Regions from separate parts of the Sus scrofa genome. Here region 2 is linked to region 1. Evidence: chromatin contacts called from public HiChIP or PLAC-seq data. All regions are on one chromosome and are shown on one strand. The core of a region is the stretch at or near the end of the contact, and the rest is flanking DNA. Distances in the headings are between cores, read along the strand shown. Region 1 holds the start of PEF1 (peflin). Region 2 holds the start of COL16A1 (collagen alpha-1(XVI) chain).

Region 1 (2,700 bases), core at 47-2,546:
ATGAACCTGACTAGCAACCATGAGGACGAAGGTTCGATCCCTGGCCTCTCTCAGTGGGTTAAGGACCCAGCTTTGTTGAGCTGTGGTGCAGGTCCCAGACGTGGACCAGATCCAACATGGATGGCTGTGGCTGTGGCGTAAGCCAGTGCCTGTAGCTCTGATTCGACCCCTAGCCTGGGACCTTCCATGTGCCACGGGTACAGCCCTAAACAGACCGAAAAATAAATAAATAAATAAAATGAAGAGACTCTTTTGAGGGTCCTCCCAACACTGACCTTCTAGGAATCTAATAAAAATCAAAATACTAAAAGGTAACACCTGTTACACTCTTAGTAGTACCAAATGCTTTACAAGCATCATTTCATTATTCTTCATACCAGCTCTATGAAGTAGACATTATTTGGCCCTGTTTTACAGAGGAGGAAACTTAAGCTCAAAAAGGCAAAGTACTTTGCTCAAAGACTCAAAACTATTTAAGGGATGGAGCCAAGGTGTGAATCTTCCTCTGACTCCAAACTGCACTTCATCACTCTACCACTCCTGTCATCCACCAACGGATTCTGGCCACAGAATCACCCTGCTGTAGTGTTCTTGGCAGGATCAAATGGGCTGGCAAGTAGGTAAGAGGCATTTGCTGACAGCCCTGGGTTCTGCTACCTAACTCCCTGGTGACTAAATTCCATGTCCTCTCTGGGTTTCACTTTTCCTGTGTGTCAAATGTGGAGGTACTGGACTAACTCAGTAGTCAAACAAGCTCATTCATACTAAAACCTACTAAACCACAGTTTCTCCTGATTATTCAGAGAATAACCAGTACGTCAGGGGTGTATTTTAATCTGACGCCCCAAAGGATACCGACAGAACCAGTGCTCTGAACGTTCCGGTGACGTTGATGACCCCGCCCGGAGCCCCAGAGGGAGCGCAGGCCAAGCGCAGCCTGACTCCGTGGGGTCTAGGAGCCCCAAATCTTCGCGTGCACGACGTCACAGGGGGCGCGACACGACCTCCCCAACGTGCAGTCCTGCGTGACGTGAGCCAGGTGCGACTGACCATCCCGTTTCCCTTCTCTCCTGCGCGACACCGCCCCCTGCGTGGGAAAAGCGCGGAGGATGCAGGGAGAAAGCGAAGCTGGGGGTCCTGGCCAGGACTTGGCGAGACTTCTACCTATATTGGCCCACCTCTTACACACTCACCTGCCCGTATGGATAGCTGGCCATGGCGACTCTGACGTCACACGTCGGCGGGGGGCGGGGCTTCCCAGTCTCAAATCCGCCTCCTCCTGGGCCTGGGGGTGTGCCCTATTCTGATTGGATGTACCTGACTATCAATCCTGGGCGCAAAGGTCGACGGAAGTGACGCTAGAGGGAGGTGGTCAGGTGCCTCCCAAGGAGATGGAGGAGCTGAGGCTCCTATGTCAGTTTCCGGAATCATGTTTCCTGTACTGGCGCAGTAGTTCTTAAATTTTCTGCCCTAGAGTAGGCCCCAGAACTGGTCAGTCCCACGTATTTAAAGAGAAATTTAGGTGGAGTGTTACAGTGGTGGCCATGTTTTAACCTGGCAGATGGGACGCATGGTAGTGGCGTAGTTGCTGTCGTCACTCCAAGTTTTCCCCGGAGAAAGGCCCGGGCGGTTGCCGTGGCAACAGGGAACAGACCCAAGCTTCCAGGGAAGGCTAGAGGCTACGGGCGATAAGTACTTCGTTCTAATGTCAAGACACCACGTGCCAGTTAGTAGCTTTGGAGTGGGATCTATGGTATTTGGTGAGGCTATTCCAAAGCGGCAGAGTGGGAGGGAAATTAGATCTAGGGCCTCTTCTTTGATAAGTGGGGAAGCTGAGGTCCGAAGAAGCAATGACTTGTCCTAGTCACTGTGGGTTAGAGGCAGAGGGTAGCCTAGAACTGGGGTCAATGGATGCCACATTGCTCATCAGGGAAGTCTTGACTCGTCTCGAAGGTAGATAAAATTCTAGTTACTAAGTGACCTCATAGTCATGTACTTGCCTCTTGGTGGTTCAGGCATTCCACCTTTTTGCATGCTTATTTGACTAATTTGTTAGTTCTTCCATGTAGACACAGATTGTGTCTGGTTTTGCTTGTCATAATATCCACAGGGCCTCTATATTTTTTTATTTTTTATTTTTATTTTTTTGTCTTTTTGCTATTTCTTGGGCCGCTCACGCGGCATATGGAGGTTCCCAGGCTAGGGGTCCAATCGGAGCTGTAGCCACCGGCCTACGCAAGAGCCACAGCAATGTGGGATCCGAGCCTCGTCTGCGACCTACACCACAGCTCACGGCAACGCCGGATCCTTAACCCACTGAGCAAGGCCAGGGACCGAACCCGCAACCTCATGGTTCCCAGTTGGATTCGTTAACCACTGCGCCACGACGGGAACTCCTTTTTTTAAAATAAATTCATTAATAGTGTTACAAGGTGTTGTCCATTCCAGCCCATCTATCTAACTATCTAGCCAGGCACTTTCCAGAATTACAGTGCTGATCATGCTACTAGCCCACTGAAAAGTCTGCAGTGGCTCCTCTACCTGCCCAGCCCCTTCATTATGGCACCACAGGCCTTTCACAGTCTGGCCCAACCTGACCTTTGCAGTCTTATCCAATAGCCACTGACTGCTGTGCTGTACTGCTATGTTCAGTTCTACCACCCAGCCCACTTTCTCTGAAATGGGGATCTTGATTTTACC
Region 2 (2,700 bases), core at 22-2,521, 73 kb after region 1:
TTTAGGAATTCCTGCTGTGGTGCAGTAGGTTAAGAGTCCAACTGCAGTGGCTGGGTCCTGGTTTGATCCCTGGCCTGACACAGTGGTTGCCCCAGCTGTGGTGTAGGTCGATCCCTAGTCTGAGAACTTCCACATGCCATGGGTAGCAGCCAAAGAAAAGAGAAAAATCAAAAAAGAATTTTATTCATCAGGACAATCCTATCATTACTCCCATTTTACAGGTGAACAGTTGTCTTCCTCAACTTGAGCACTTCACAGTAAGGAAACAGACCCTAAGAAGTGGCTTGCTAAGAATCAGAGCTGTGATTTGAATCCAGGGTTGTTACAGCGCAATCTGCTGTGTCATAATAGGCCTCTTCCTCTCTCTGGAACTGTTTTCTGTTGGGGGTGCTAACTCCGAAACCTCTAAGATCTAAATTAGGGAGTTTTCCTGCTCTGAGCCCAGGTCCCCACCCAGAAGCCTAGAACATCTCCATGGGCCTGGGTGGGAGAAGAAGGGCAGGTGTAGCAGTGACCGTCCCGCCCGCGGGCGGGGGATTGGGGGGGGGCTGCCGCCAGACGCACAAAAACAACGAAATAAATCAGGACCAGAACCTCCTAATCCTTCCCGGCTGTGACGGCTACCGCTCACCCGGCCTGGGCCGCCATCGCCTGGACTGCTCCCCGGGCCTGGGAGGGGGGACAAGGCACCGCCAAGAGCGCAGAGTCCCGCCAACAGGATCGGAGCGATGCCCGGCCGGGCGTCAAGGCGTCCTCGGCTCCCGAGATGGGGGGTAGCGGGGGAGGCCCTCCCGCCAGGGTGACTCAGGCCTCCCAGACCCCCTCCGGGATAGGCAGGTTCCCGCGCCTCGGTCTATTTTTAGAGACTGCTCCAGGCCTGAGCGCAGAGGGGAAGAAACGCCGGCCTCGTGGCGGTGCAGGCGTCTGACCCGCTCCTCCTGTTCGGGGCTTGAGCCCCAGAACCTCCAGCTGTCTATCCAGAAAAGAACGGACACCCTTGGGATCGCGGGGGGCGGGGGGGTGGGGTGGAGGTGCAGGCCCAATAAATGCATTCCCTCCCCATCCCCCACGCCCGCCTTCCTCCTCCCGCTCCTCAAAGCCTGGCAGTTCCAGGGAGCTGGGCGCGGCCTCCCGAGAAAAGACCTTTGTTAAGTGGGGCCTGGAGCCTTCCGACGGTCGGTCTGTCTGGCTATTGGACTGAGGGCCAGAGCGGGCGGGGCTCCCGGGCGACCGCAGCGGCTGGGGCGGAGGGTGGAGCGGCTGGAGGGCTGTGCGGAGGGTGAGGGGAGGATGCGACCGGGTTCGGGAAATCCCCACCCCACCCCCATCGGCCACGCCCCTAGCTCGCCTTGGGCCACACCCACCACCCGGGGGCCTTTCCCTGACTCCACCCTAGGCCCCGCCTCCTATCTGGCTCCGCCCAGAGCCAACCTTGTATCCTGGCCCCAGGGTCCAGAGAGGCCTGGATCCCTGGCCTCTAACAGCCTGGGACTGGTGCTGGCCCCCTCTTCTGGCGGCCGGGACAGAAGCGAGGGGAACGGGAGCCTCCTCCTCCAGCGCGGGGTCGGGGAAGAGAGCGTCAGGGAGTAACAATGGCGCCATTGACGGGGAGGCCTCTAAAGCTGAGGACGTATCTGTCTGTGGAAGCCAGGCTGTCTTGGAGGCTGAAGCGGTGGAGGCAGCCCCGAGTATGCAAGCACCCCTGTATACGCGGGCACAAAGCCGGGCACGGGGGCACTTGGGGCAGAGGTCTTTGGCCTGTTGCCCCTACTGCTGGGTGCCCTAGAGACTGAGGGCACATTCCTGGGGAGTGGGGGCAACTGCTGGCCCCCAATACATGCGCCCTTCTGGCGACTTCAGCGATGCGGGGTTTGGAGAGGCGCAAGTGGAGGCCCATCCCACCGGGGGTTGAGGGGCAGAGGATGGGAGGCGGACTGGTCTCCCAGCACCAGTCCTCCATCTAGTGGGAAGTTTGGGAATCGCGGGATGCAGAGATGGGGTGGGGGGTGGCGTCCATTGTACCCCTAATTCTTCCTTCCTCTCCCTGGATGTTCTTCCTTCCTGGCACCCTCACACAACCATCCTGCTCTGCTCCATTTCAGGGATTCGCCCCCTCCCATAGTCATTTGAAGATCTTCCCCCCAAGTCCCGTCTCTTCTTCCTCATTATCTATGGATATTAGCTTCTGCCCATCACCACCACTGCCAAGGGTCCAGGAAGCCTCTCTCCTTTGCCTGGATTTCTGCAACTCCTGCCAACTGCTTTCCCTGCCTTCAATTTTACCCTCTCTCTATCCACTTTTCTACTACTAGCAAACCAAGTGTTTCTAAACCAGAGATCTGCTTGTGTCACTTCCTGACTCAAAGCTTTCAGTGGCGGGAGTTCCCAATCATGGCTCAGCGGTCATGAACCCAACTAGTGTCCATGAGGATGCAAGTCCTATCCCTGGCCTCGCTCAATGGGTTAAGGATCCGGCGTTCCTGTGGCTGTGACGTAGGCCGGCAGCTACAGCTCTGGTAACACCCCTAGCCTGGGAACTTTCATATGTCTCGGGCGTGGCCCTAAAAAAGACAAAAAAAAAAAAAAAAAAAAAAAAAAAAAAAAAGCTTCCAGTGGCTTCCCCTGGTCAAAATGAACTCTAAACCTTGGCTTGGGACTCAGGAGGCTCTTTATCACCCAGCCCCACCTCCTCAGTCCTAG

Evidence for each region. HiChIP or PLAC-seq counts read pairs in DNA pulled down with a chosen protein or histone mark.
Region 2: a contact with region 1 is called in an H3K27ac HiChIP or PLAC-seq map of alveolar macrophages. The contact joins the promoter of COL16A1 here to the promoter of PEF1 in region 1. A contact is called at or near these places in 1 of 5 promoter capture datasets (fetal liver), 5 of 47 Hi-C or Micro-C datasets (brain, heart right ventricle, liver and 2 more) and 2 of 2 datasets of contacts at active chromatin or transcription factors (alveolar macrophages and skeletal muscle).

The regions. Positions count from the first base shown.
Region 1 is chr6:88,169,030-88,171,729 of Sscrofa11.1, forward strand. PEF1 (peflin) reads right to left here and starts at 1,297. Exons shown (of 5, transcript XM_003127768.5): 1 at 1,194-1,297. The coding sequence starts at 1,217.
Region 2 is chr6:88,242,446-88,245,145 of Sscrofa11.1, forward strand. COL16A1 (collagen alpha-1(XVI) chain) reads right to left here and starts at 1,272. Exons shown (of 73, transcript XM_021095778.1): 1 at 1,144-1,272.